Regions from separate parts of the Mus musculus genome. Here region 2 is linked to region 1. A link is a contact called in public HiCAR-type data. All regions are on one chromosome and are shown on one strand. The core of a region is the stretch at or near the end of the contact, and the rest is flanking DNA. Distances in the headings are between cores, read along the strand shown. Region 1 overlaps Ptprn2 (protein tyrosine phosphatase, receptor type, N polypeptide 2). Region 2 overlaps Ptprn2 (protein tyrosine phosphatase, receptor type, N polypeptide 2).

The links. HiCAR-type assays count read pairs that join an accessible place to other places.
Region 2: a contact with region 1 is called in a HiCAR-type map of embryonic stem cells, with 2.8 times the contacts expected there. The contact joins two enhancer-like sites. A contact is called at or near these places in 7 of 484 Hi-C or Micro-C datasets (cerebellum, cortical neurons, embryonic stem cells and 2 more) and 4 of 115 datasets of contacts at active chromatin or transcription factors (embryonic basal ganglia, embryonic forebrain and embryonic stem cells).

Annotation. Positions count from the first base shown.
Region 1 is chr12:116,657,171-116,664,086 of GRCm38.p6, forward strand. All of the region lies in intron 2 of Ptprn2 (protein tyrosine phosphatase, receptor type, N polypeptide 2), which reads left to right. Among named protein-coding and RNA genes, the nearest start is that of Gm31336, 97 kb to the right of the region's middle. Within about 2 kb of position 3,176, at least 33 of the 459 cell types and tissues checked have an H3K27ac peak or open chromatin away from gene starts, as enhancers often do. A contact at or near this core is called in embryonic stem cells, where this site is marked.
Region 2 is chr12:117,043,752-117,050,667 of GRCm38.p6, forward strand. All of the region lies in intron 12 of Ptprn2 (protein tyrosine phosphatase, receptor type, N polypeptide 2), which reads left to right. Among named protein-coding and RNA genes, the nearest start is that of Gm10421, 100 kb to the right of the region's middle. Within about 2 kb of position 4,075, at least 51 of the 459 cell types and tissues checked have an H3K27ac peak or open chromatin away from gene starts, as enhancers often do. A contact at or near this core is called in embryonic stem cells, where this site is marked.

The sequences.
Region 1 (6,916 bases), core at 1,926-4,425:
AATGGAGGAGTATTGCAGGAATAACTAACACTCTCATCTTGGGTTTAAAGTCTCCTTTACAAGTCCTCAAGTGAAACTGTGTGGTCTTTTGATGCCCTGCTTTCTAGGCAGGATGCTATTTTGATATTTAAGCCAGAGCTTACATATTATCTTTCTGGGGAAGTCAGGCAAATGTGTGAGAGATGTGAGGACAAGATGGGGTGTCAGGACTGCAGGAGGGGGTTTATGAGGTCTTTGTCCTGTTGTAGATTCTCTGTTCATGCAGCTTTGTGTGGAGTCTCTGAAGAGTGGATCCACACTGCTCACAGCTTCTAGGCAGTTTAAGGAAGAGCCATCATGAGTGGGAAGGCTCTGGAGGGTTTCTGACTGCCGTCCCCAGGTGTACAGCGTGTACACTCATATGAGCATCACTCAGAAGGAAATATGTGCATGTCTGTTTTCAGAGCCTAAGGCCTGATCAGATGAGAGAGGTCATAGACCTGTGCCCCTCAGTGGCTGAAGGCAAGTGAAAGGCCTGCTTCAGTGGCCAGCTAGGGTGGGATGCTGCTTGCTTAAAAGATGGGAATTGATGTGTCTGCCTCAGGTACATCTCGGGGCTGTTGTCCTCTGCCTTCACTGTTCTATGCTTTTATCTGTCTTGGGGGAATTTTGCCCTGGAGGACTGCTTTGGGCTCTTGAAAGTCTAGTGTGGGGGCTACTGCAGGTCTTTTGGTGTTCATGGATGCAGCCACTGTGTCAGAAGACAGTCACAGCATTTATTGGTGATTGGAGGAAGCCACAAAGATGTCTTCTGCGACACCAGCTCAGGGCTTGACCCTTCCTTCCTATGCACTGCTTACACACTGCAATGATCTCTATGCCATGCTGCTTTCTGTCTCAGTCTCTTCCTATGGGTAAAAATGTTCCAAAGTCATTTTGTGTCAAAGGTAAGAAACTCACATTGGCTGGGCTGGCAGTCTCCACAATAAGTGCCCCTCAACCTAGCCCTTCCCTACGCATGTCCACATGGTCAGAGGCAATTCATTTGCTTTTACCAAGGACACCTCAGTCAAGTAGATAGTTGCTGCTGCTCTGTGGTCTAAAGCCAGCCCCCCACCCAGTGCTATGTTTGGCTTGCCTAGGCCACTGTCAGCCCTAGAAAGGGTCTACTCTTGGTGTTGCCTTGTCCTGTCCCCTGGGTCATTGAACCTGGGGTGATTACTCCTTACCTGGGTATGAAGGTGCCAATAAAATGGAATGCCTGTCTGTCCCCTTTGTTCTTAGAAAATTGCCTGCTTAGCTCAGAGCTGTCTTACCCAAGCCTGGGCAGCTTCAGTACCCTGCTCACTACTGTTACTGTCACCTGGGCGTTGGCAGAGATGTCCCCTTGTATTCTCTAATACCATGTAGTATTACTGGTACCACAGCATCCTGACAGCCTATGTATGGCATTGGTCCTTTAACTGAAACTCAGCTTCTCAAGGTGGGAATGTGTGGGTACATCTAAGGAGAGCTGAGGCCATTTCGTCAGAGCTCCATGAACAGTGGGGTCACCGTGATAGTTGGCTCAAGGGGTGTAGAAGGGTAGGAAATGAATGGCCCAGGGAGGGGCAGATCTCAGAGAAGGAAGGCCTCTCAATGAGAGTAGAACTTTGAAGTGACTTGCTGGTACACATCTGGTTTTCTTTGGTTGTTCTGAGCTAGAGGGAGATACAAAGTTTGGGAAGCTGCCCATCATTAGCAGAGCTCTGGTATCCTGGCTGGTGGTCAGGTTATGTCCTAGTCACTGTCCTTGTGTGCACTGTCACTGACCTTGTGTGCACTGTCACTGACCTTGTGTGCACAGTCACTGACTTTGTGTGCACTGTCACTGTTCTTGTGTGCACTGTCACTGACCTTGTGTGCACTGTCACTGTTCTTGTGTGCACTGTCACTGACCTGGTGTGCACCATCACTGACCTTGTGTGCACTGTCACTGACCTTGTGTGCACTGTCACTGACCTTGTGTGCACAGTCACTGACTTTGTGTGCACTGTCACTGTTCTTGTGTGCACTGTCACTGACCTTGTGTGCACTGTCACTGTTCTTGTATGCACCGTCACTGACTTTGTGTGCACTGTCACTGACCTTGTGTGCACAGTCACTGACCTTGTGTGCACTGTCATTGTCCTATGTGCACTATCACAGTCTGTGGTTAGAACTGTTGTAGTGGAGCTCCAAGACTGAGATGAGTACCATCCAGTTCTGAGAAAGGAAGACTGTCCATTTACCTCTTCTTGCCTAGGCATCACCAGTTGTCTCAAAGCATGGCAAGGAGCACTTAAGGGGCCCCTGGTCTCAGGGAGCTAGCTCCCCAGGAAGGGCCTGGTTGTATAGGGAATTAACTTCTCACATGGGACCAGGGAAATGGAGAGTCAGCTCCCAATCAGGGGCCCGGACATATGGATCAGCTCTGCATGAGGGTCTCAGTGTGCAGAGGACAAGCTCCCCATTAAGTATGTGGGAATACAGGGAGTGACCTACTCCTCATGAGGGGCTTGGGCATAGGGAGTCTGATGCCCATAAGGAATCTTTGGGTGCAGAGGTATGGCTTCCTATAAGGCACTTGAGGCTGCTGGAAGCTGGGTCCCCAAAGAGGGACCCCAGGCTGATGGCAGAGACTTGAGGGAGGGAGAAGGAGGAGAGTAACAATCCCTGCAGCTAGATTAGGGTGTGGTTTGAGGTTGGGCAGGTGGGGGAGGAGAGGGAGTAAGAGCTGAGAACTAATGTTGTGCCTCCCAGCTACTTTGTGGGAGAAACTTGCAAGGTGAAGAGCTGGCTCAGGTCAGCCTGCTCTGTCAACCATCAGACTCCCATCCTCCTAAGCACTAGTTAATTCAGCTTTGACGAACATAGAGTAACCACAGCATTTGGAAGAAGCACCAACCAGCCATGAGAAATTGGTTTGAAAAAAAACAAGAAATCTTATCTGTTGAAAATTATGCCCCCCCAAAGAATTTCTGTTGCCAGGTGCAAGGCTTCTTGAGCAGGAAATCCAGCGAGGTCAGAGGCTCAGCGGGGCGCTGGGTGGAGCAGGGGCCTTTCTGTTGTCTGAGGGAAGCTCTTTCAGCCTCGGATTCATGCTCTAAATGTCAGCTCTCACACTGGGAGCCATTTCTGCATCATTTATGTGGAGCTGAAGTCAGGGGTGGTTCTGCCAGGCAGCTCTTGTAGAGACAGTCTCCACACCCACGGGAACCTGGCTGAACTTCAGCTCTCTTCATGGTGTTAATTGGCGAGCATGTTAAGTACACTTGACCTTTTTAAATTTATAACCACGGTGTTTAAGTTTCCTAGGTGTTTGCAGGATTTTCAAACTTAGGCTTTTGACTGAAAAGGAGAAAAAAACAAAACCTGGGGAGCAGGGGAAAGCGGGGCTCACACCCTGTGCAACCCGATGTTTTCAGGTTTTTTCCCCTTGGCTGTTCTGTCCTTCTGCCTTTTGCGGCCAGAATCAATGGGTTTGATAAGATATCCTCAGGGATGGGGGCTTCTCTAAAGATTTCCCTTCTTCATGGAGCTTGGGGCCCACAGGTACTCTATGTTTACAGACATGCACTCTGCAGGCTCATTTTGGTTGTAGCTGGGCTGTTGGGGAAGGGGGGAGGGGAAGGGGGGAGGGGGGAGGGGAAGGGGGGAGGGGGAAGGGGGAAGGACACACAGAGGGAGGCAGATGCTCATCTGGAAAGCAAAAGATCCAGATCCCTACCTCTGCCACCTGCTCTTATTATCCTTTTGTCCTTAGTGGGGGGGAAAATTACTACCCAAATCCTACCAGCTGGGATGAGGACCTCAAAGTCACAGAGAAGACTTTGTGATAGTGATGGCTATAAGGATAGGGTGTCCTATTTGCAGGGGACACTTGGAAGTCAGCCTTCACTGCGGTTTTGTAATGTCACTTTGTGAGCAGATCATACTATGTGCAGAGCTGAGTTTCCTCAGATACCCATGCTCACCCTCATTGGACATGGGCAGTGCTGGTCAGGGCTCTGGATGGAGTTGTGGGTGTGGGTTTTACATGGCTCCACTCTAGTTAGGGCACTGGGCGTGATAGAGTACTGGGCACTGTTCTAGGCAGAGCAGGGTTTGAGAAAAAGCATTGGGTGGGGTGCCTTCAAATACATGTGTGCCTACTGAGCACTCTGAATATCCAGGAGAAATGGTCATTTTTACAAGGTCGGCTGACAAAGGCAATAGAAGGCCCTTTGTTGTGTTGGGGACTACGTTGGTTTCTAGGTCTAATTGGAACCTTTCCTGGTCCAGACAATGCTGGAGTTACTGATAAATCCCTACCATCCCAGCTCCCCCCATACTGACAGTCCTGTTTATTTTGCCATGATGTCCAAAGTGAGTCTTTGTCTTTCAGAGCATCAGCATCTTTCCTAGCTCGTCTCTATGTCCAAGACCTCAGTAATGCTGATGGCTGCCCCTGTTCTCCTTGTCAGAGAGACCAATATCATGGGAGCTCCCAGAAGACATACATAGAAGGAGTATGAGTGGGGGTTTGTTTTATGTTCTCCTGGTTCCCTTCAGGAGGGCTGCAGTCACTGGCTGCTGTCCCTAGGCCAAGGGTTACTCCAACATGTCCTCAACTTTCCTCCTCTGCTGTATTCTCTCATATGAGCATGGTAAGTCATGGCTGAATCAGCCCATCATATTCCCAAGCCAGCTCCTAAACAGTCCCCACCTGACTGCTGATTACTGGATATCATGTCATGGGGGTGAATGTATTTCTGCTTTGTTTTAAAATTGGTTGGCACCACACTGCCTATGGGACTTACTTGCCTGGTGCTCAGATCTCTGCTTCCTTGGAGGACTGGCATGATCTGGCATGACTTTCTTCTGTGCTGTCCAACAGGCTTGGATCTCAAGCACAGATCCTGTGACACCCAGGCTAGCTTCAGTCTCACAGTCCTCCTGTCTTGGCCTTCGGAATACTGAGATCACAGGTGTGTGATATTTCACTCAACTCAGAGAGGCTAAAACCTTAAAAGGAAATAGCCACTTCCACTTCATGGAAGATTGGAGGGATGTAGGGAAGAACCAAGTTCAAGGCAGAGTCAGTGTTGAGTCTTGGGTTTATGCTGTTGATGGGGAAAGGTAGATATCCTTCAGGCGTCCTCAGACTTTTCCTGGAAGCATTCATGTTGGATGAGGCTCACGCACATTGTGAAGGGTCATCTGTTACTAAATCCCACTGAATTTTATGATGTATCAGTGAAGTCTTTTTTGCAGGATGTGGAATGCGTCAGACGATATCTCATACCAATCTTCCTAAGGACATCCCACCATAGCATAAACTCAGAAAGCACACTCTGTTTTACATTTTCCAGTGACTTTCTAGAAGGATAAAACAGAAAGCATCCAGTTAGCACACCTCCAGTTGGACAAATCTCACTGAGTCTGAGACAATCCACCAGGACTGTCAAGACTTTACAGCTACTCTTCTAGTCACATCCCAGGTCTTTCACTTCCTGCCAGGTGTCAGTCGGTGATAACAATGTGTTGGGAAGCTCAGGTGTTGATAGGCCTGTTTCCTCTGCTGGAGTGAGCTCTAGGAGGTACCTCCTCTCTTTGCAGCTTCTAGCTCAGTAAAGGTTAAATCAGTGAATAAGGACAAATGAGGGAAATGTGTGGCAGAGCCAGGCCACTCACCTGCTGACACTTCCTGCTCATCACACTTGTGAGGGGTAATAAACTTTTCCAACATGGAGAAAGTGGGTGAGGAGGTAACACAGTTCATGTTTGCATCTCTCAATCCATCTGAATCCATCTGAAGGAGAATGAACCAGATGGCCTCACAACAGCTGCTGATATAGGCTGACTAGCATTACACCTTTGCCTCAGTACAGTGTGAGCTACTTCTGAGTGTGGAAAACCATGTGGAACCAGGAGATTGTGGCTGTGCAGATGATGTCTGGTCTCTGCTGTATCAAGAAGTCATTCGGCTAGGGGGGGTCTGGCCAATGCATCCTGCTTATGAGGCCTCAGTTGTTGGTGGGCTGAAGAACTTGCTCAGTGAGAGAGGAACCTCAGCTCTCTTCAGCCTCACACCATGAGTAGTGGTGCACTGTGGCAAAGGAATTACTACTACAGAGGAATTACTCTGCAGTGGACACAGCTCAGAACCTCAGGGGCACAGAAAGAAAGGCAACGGACAAGATAAACATCCTTTAGAGACTTTGTGCAGAAGAGAGGGGTGAACAGAGCCTGGAGTGAGGCAACACCTTTGGGGAGAGTCACCCATCTGTTTGTAATACACAAGGCTTGCAGAAGAGCTGACTACTTTATTCTCTACCTTGTTAAAATGAAAAGTCCATGAGAAGAGGGCCTTTGACTGCTCTGAGACACATGGTAGACCAGTGGCTCTCAACCTTCCTAACGCTATGACCCTTTAATACAGGTCCTCATGTTATGGTGACTCCCAAACATAAAATTATTTTTTTGTTGCTACCTCATAACTATAATCTTGCTACGGCTATGAATCATAATGTGAATATGTGATATGTAGGATATCTGATATGGAACCCTCAAAGAGGCTGTGACTCATAGTTTGAGAACCACTGCTCTAGATTCTGCTGGCTTAGTTGTCCTGTGTCTTGGAATTATTTATTATAGTTGGTGTTACACAAGTCTGAACCAATCTTCTTGCAAACAGTTCTCTTCTTTGAAAAGGCATCTCCAAAGAGAAAATATATATGCATATATATTTCCTCAGAGAAAAATGCATTGTTTTTTCAGTTTGAAGCACTGGTGTCCCTTCTGTATTCAGTGCAGTGATGGTGGCTCTATGGTTGCATCTCAGCAAATGCCCCTGTGAGCTGGTGCATGCTGCTGCTGACTTCAGGGTATGATTCTCTGTGTCTATCATCATGCCATTGAGTTCCATGAAATATCA
Region 2 (6,916 bases), core at 2,825-5,324, 390 kb after region 1:
CCTGTGGTAAGAAGCTCAACATACAAGAGCAAAGGGTTGACAGGAGGTGGAGAGATCACTTGTCCTAGATCCATGCCACAAATGCTGAAAGAGATCACAAACATAGCGAAACTGTGACCATAAAACAGTAAAGTCATGGCTACCTGAAGTGACCCACAGTAAAGGACTATCCACAGGGCTGAAGGTGTTTCTGCCATATTCAACAAGTTGGCAAAGTCTTCAAATCAGTTACTTGATTTTTATAAATTTCACCTATTTATAAGGCACAAGAATCTAACACTGCCTCTTCACAGGGCAATATACAAGAGTGGGCTCACTGTAAAATATACCCCAGGGTGTGTCTCTAAGCCAACATACCCTTCATGTATAATAGTCTGACACTCTGGCTATGTACCCAGAACTTCTGCTGTCCCAGGTCACCTGACATCATTATGTGGTGAGCAGCCAAGCTCCACCATATTCCTCTGGGAAAGAGAATCAGCTCTGTCCCATTCATTCAGCCCCAAGCAAGCCATTGTCTATTAACTTAGGTTGTACCTGAATTCCAAGTGGCCCAGTCTATCCAGGACTCCAGTTTTTCAGCTGTTGACTGAATTGCCTAATCAGTCCTGTGGAAAAGCAAACAAACAAATGAACCACAAAAAAATGAGCCCAAACAGACAGTGCAATCCAACAGCTTCCCAAGTTGCCTGGTTTAAATGGGCCCCAAATGCAAGCAGTTGGTGTTTTATTTAAACCATGTGTATTTATATAAATATGAGAAGCTGTCTGCTCTCTGCCCACAGAGTAATTGTCTAGGTCTATCACCTAATTATCTCAACACATTTAGCAAGCAAGATATTAAAACAGAAGATTAGCTATTAAAAGGCATCTTTAAAGAACAGAAATGAGATCTGCATGGAGTGGTGTTTAGTCCCAAGGAGGAAATGCATGCACACAGCACACCATCAGACACATGGGTCTAGCTCTGAAACATTGAGCTGCATAGAACAAAGATGAAAACTTCTTACTGTATCCAGATTTTTAAAAATGAAGAATGTGGATTTTCATGTTGTTTGCAAAATAATGCTTGGCTATCTGGACCCAGAGATGCCATCTTCAGAGGTACAAAGAACAGGTATTGCAGGTATGCCCTCTGAGGCAATACATTTCAGGTACCCCCAGAAAAGAGCCCAGACCTGGAGCCCATCATAGCAGCTAGAACCTTAGCAGGACTTGCTCCTGGCAGTGATGCATCGAGGGCTCTCCTCCTATTGTTGTCTCCTCCACTCTGCTTCCTGAAGCTGGCATCTTCAGGGTCATGTTGCAGGATAGTGTGCTGCCTATCACTAAGTCTTATGGTGAAATGGCACCTTTAGGCATATGTAGACTCTGCAGAGCTGTCTACAGTAGTGTCACTTACATGTGACATCTAGTTTCTTCACTCTGAGGGCAGGGAGAGGCTATCTTTCCTTTTCAAGATATTAGGGATAAAATCAGGCCTTGAACATACTATGCCAGCACCTGCCACTAAGACCAAGGTCTTCTGTGGCTACCCATCTTTCTTAGTCAGGGTTTCTATTCCTGCACAAACATCATGACCAAGAAGCAAGTTGGGGAGGAAAGGGTTTATTCAGCTTACAATTCCATACTGCTGTTTATCACCAAGGAAGTCAGGACAGGAACTCAAACAGGTCAGGAAGCAGGAGCTGATGCAGAGGCATGGAGGGATGTTCTTTACTGGCTTGCTTCACCTGGCTTGCTCAGCCTGCTTTCTTATAGAACCAAGACTACCAGCCCAGAGATGGTCCCACCCACAAGGGGCCTTTCCCCCTTGATCACTAATTGAGAAAATGCCTTACAGTTGGATCTCATGGAGGCATTTCCTCAACTGAAGCTCCTTTCTCTGTGATAACTCCAGCTGTGTCAAGTTGACACAAAACTAGCCAGTACACCATCTATCCCTGTTCTCCTGAGTCTGCAATGACTCTGCTCCTGGCATGCACATTTACCAAGAACACTCTTGGCTTTCATTTCTGTTCTTTAGACAGCCAGGCTAGGCAATTTGTCCCTTAGACATCTAGCTTAGATGCTGGCACAAAAGAGATACAGAGACATTGATTAGCAGATGTGAGACGAATCCTGCCCTGAAAAAGTCACAGCTTCTCTGGCCTGGGCTTCAGAGGAAGTCTGACTATTATCCCATATGGAGAAACTCAAACTGAGACCTCCCAGAGGACAGGGTATGATCCATACATGCAAGGGTCTCTCCTGGTACTGGTAGGAACAAACTCTCCATATGCTTCAGAGCAGACTCTAGCAGAGCTACATGGTAAGATGCCTGAGTGACAGCTGGATCTTCCACTCAGAAAGGCTGTATTAGAGAGAGAATTAACAGCCCTCCTCCATCTCCTGTTCCCTGCACTAGAGGGAGTCTCTGAATCCATTTCTCCTTTACCACATGTTCACATCCCCCATGAGCAGAGCACTATTGAAGAAGACAGTAAAACCATATCATGGCTCCCAACTCTGTGCAACGTGGCTCTTCGGCAGGTCAAGATCTCTTGTTCCTCCAGGGCCCCTGTGTCGTTTCTCAATCTTCCCAGCATGGATGAGGTATAGGCTTTCAGGACAGTGTCCTCATTGGTCAGACTCCATAAGTAACAACCAGGGATACCAGGGACTATGAGCACAGATAACACTACAGCTCATTTTCTCCCTGGGCAGCAAACATATGGAAGATGGGAAGTACTGCTAAGCATTTGAAGAAGCTCAAAGTTATAGAGTTTTTGTGACATAGCTGTATGAACATACACGGCTTCAACCCTTTCTCCTTGTAGAGAATGGCGAGGAGGTTCCAATACTGAATGCTGTGAAGTGTGGTGTTAAAAACTTCCAAAACAAAGACATAAAGAACAAGATCTATTCAAGACAACAAATGACCTCAAGCTGCACGACTTGTGTCTGGACCCTGCCGAGGGACAGCAAGGAATGAAGAATGGGCAGGCATACATATAGAAGAGCTGGGGTGGAGTGGGGTATGAACACCACTATGTAACTCAGAACCTCTACATACATGTAGAGTTAACTTATCTCCATCGGAAGTCTCTGCCCGTCAGCACTCTTAGGCTGTAAGATCCAGGAAGAGCAAGCTGCTGCTGTAAGTTTTTGTGTACACTGATCAGCAGTCTGGTCTCACATTCACACTTGGGCACGTGGCCTCTGCCCATGTCTTTCCACTTATGCCAAGAACAGAAGGAACAGCATGGAGGCCATTCATTTTCTATATTTAGTATGTTTCTCACCTGATATATCTTAAAAATCTTTATTAATTATTATTTATAATAATTTTTTAGTGAACCAGGAAGAACCCAAGAACCAACGTATGCTGTACGTAAGTTTGTTCTTGTTCTTTTTTCCCAGAAGGGCCATGTGGCAAAGCTGTGGGCTGGTGACCTGAAGGGGCTTTACATGTTTGATTGCTGGTAATAAAGACTTATTCTATTAAAAGCCGTGGTCCTGAAGCATGGCTACCTGGCATAAACCGTGTTCTAATCTTGGTCCCTCCTAGCATCTGTTTATTATATTTGTTTCAGACACGTTGCTCCTCAAGTTGCATTCACCTGTCTGTGTTCACATTTGTAGAGTTGAACTGTGCCAGTCCTACCTAATGGGCTCTGTTTCTCTTAATGCAGTAACTGTCCTGGCTGTAGCAGCCTTCCAGCCTGCTTGTGATCCCAAGCTGTGGGGTAGGAGTAGAAGTCAGCATAGTACCAGCACCCTCCAAAACACCCAAACTGTGAGTCCTCAGTAGTCCATACTAATGAGTGGTTTCAGAGGAAGGTACAGACCCACAGGGCAAGTCTGGCTCTTTCCTTACCCCATCCTCAGGTAGCCAGAGGGGCATCTGGAGCCCCTTTGTCCCCAAGACCTTCTGCCCCACCCTTGTTAGTAAATGAAAAGCAACTATCTTGTGAATAACAATATTAAAACCACCCTTAATTAGTTCCTGGGGTGGGAGGGCAGTGCACAGCTCGGCTCTAGAGTAGTGATTTATTCATGAGGGACAAGATACAACTCAAATTAGCATGATGATGTCAGCAAGCAAGGCTTCAGAGCCCTCTATACATCAAGGCAGCTCTCAGAGCTGCCTGAGATCAGGATTTCCTGGCCAGGGAGAAAAGCCAGCAAACACAGGGAATGGGTTTAAATCCAGAGAAGCTGTTTGCTTTTGTTTGGCTTCCTCTCCACCCACAAATACCTCAATTCACAGTATCCTTTGTGTCTGACCTTGGTTTAAGTGCTGGAGTGTGAAATCCTTGCAATCATCAACTTAAGCCCCTTCCCCCACTCCTCCGCCAGATCATGCTTTGTCCCAGCTACACAGTCCCCCCTAGTTACAGCCATCTTCATCAGAGGATCAGCAGGCAGCCACACTCAGACCTTGAGGAAACACAGAAAAGACTACCATAGTCCCTACTGCTGGCAGTCACCCACGAAGACAGGAGATTTGGGAGGGTGCTCCCCCCTTGGTGCTGGAGGAATAGCCCTTCTAGAGGGAGACACTGCCTTTGCATCAAGGGCTTGAGCTTGCTTGAATTTCATATGCTGAATCTAATCCTAACTCAGGCCCTGTAATGATGAGCAGACTGGAAACAGCTGCTGCAAAAGAGACAGCAGGAACAAGTTTGAAAAATCCGAGATTTGTTTTTAACACACACGCATAAACACACATGCACACACACACACACACACTCCTTTCCCACAGAGTTTGTTTTTATGGTCAATTTATTACATTTTAAAAATTTTATTTAAAATAATCACTTTGAGGGAAAGGATACTTCACTTAGAAAGTTTTGGATTAATAATTTGACATTGCAACTTTTTGGCCTAATCTTGGGAGCATTATTAATCTCAGCATGAATGTTGTCCTCTTTAAAATCATGGGTGCTAGCCGGGCATGGTGGTGCACCCCTTTAATCCCAGTACTTGGGAGGCAGAGGCAGGTGGATTTCTGAGTTTGAGGCCAGCCTGGTCTACAAAGTGAGTTCCAGGACAGCCAGGGCTACAGAGAAACCCTGTCTCAAAAAACCAAAAACAAAACACAAAAAACAAACAAACAAACAAAAAAGACTTAAAATCATGGGTGCTTAATACTTAGTACATCACAATTGTGTTCAGGAGAAATATACAGATTTTAACTCCCTGTCAGCAAGAGTGTGTAACTGAGCAAAGTTTAAATCACAACTATAGAACTATCTTATGGAATAACTTCTGAGTACAGATCGCTTTCCTTGGACTATTGTCTGTGACTTCGATAGCAAGTGCCATTATAAGCTGATTGGTTCTAAGTCTATTGGCTCCAAGAGACAGTTTTGAACATAATTTGGCCTAGACAGCTTCCCTCACCATAGACAGAACTTAGGTCTACAGTCAAGGAGGGGGCAGGAGATCTGCCAGGATTTCCACAAGAGAAACTTTTGTCTAGTTTTACACTAAAGTGCACTAAGGTTTTGAGGGGGAGAGATAAGAGCCAGAGCGTCAGAGGAATGTTGTTTCCTGAGAGGCTGTCTAGACAAGACACGTGGTTTGCTGGCTTGTACCCTTAAGACCCTCAAGACCCCTACCTGAAGGCAGTTTGGAGGTGGTAGACACCAACCCTGAAATTGATGTGCACCATGAAATCCTGGGAACCCTAGGGGATAGATACTCCAGGGGTTCTGCACCATCCCTACCTTACACCACCAGCAGCCAACTCCTCTCCCATTCAGCCTTCCATGGATGCCAACCCACCTTCTCTCAGAAAAGAGGCCTGCCTGGCTACAGTACAGAGAGTCCCTGGGAAGGCCCATCAACAGCAGGGTCGCTGTTATGGCCAGGAAATCAAGGGATGGACGTCCACAGACTGGGCATCAGGGGCTTCCTGTTAGTATACATTAGTATCAAAACATGAAAGCACATTTTTATTCATGAGCTGTATTTGTGAATTTTCAAATGCATGTTATGATTATTTTGAGAAGTTAGGGGATAATTTAGATTCTCGGCTGATATTCTTTTTATTATTTAAATAGTGCATGTGCTTATTAAGCATTAACTACCACCCCGCAGGAGGCGGGAACCCAAAACAGCCTCATTAAGGGAATGATAAAACGCACCCTTGTTAAAGAACCCTTTGCAAGGACTGGTAATTACCACAGATATTTATTAGACAAAAAACGATGGGAGTGGGCTGGATGCGGGATAGGAGTCGAAAACATAGGCAGCTCGAGGCAGAAAGCCCAGAGCCAGCTGGGTAGCTGCAGTGCACACTCCGCAGTGTCCAGTCTCCAGCCTTGTTCCAGCTCGTCCTCCATCTGTTGGGTCTCTCTCTTGCACGTCATCTCTGTGTCCTGCAAGAATCCATTCTGCTTTAGAGAAACCAGAATAGAAGAAAGAGCCAAAAGTTCCCCCATGAAGAGAAGCACATCTACAGGCTTTCCTTACACATGGAAGAATATAAATTACCACACTGTGTGGTATATAATCTCGGGTTTCTACACACAGCTTTTCACAGTGGCCCATTGGGTAAAGGAGGAATACCTAGCCAGGGTTTCAGATCCTTCCCTCTTTTCATGGGGGCACTTTCTGTAGGAGATTTACTAGATTAAGTCTGTGGATAGTTCCTGGATGATAGGAGTTATCGTCAAGTTCATTCAGACATCCTCCTTCCAGACCTCCAGACTTCCTCTAGCCTTCAGTCCTCCGGCTTACAGTAAAGTAATACCAATGAGTCAGATACATCTCATGTCTGCAGCTAGAACTCTGGTGTAAAGATGTACCCACAGGTTTCGTCTGGCTACAGTATAGGGGGAAATATGGCACTAAAAGCCAACCAGGGTAACTTAGGGAGTCATGGAGGTGATAGTTCAATATGGCTGCCATTGGATCAAACTGAATC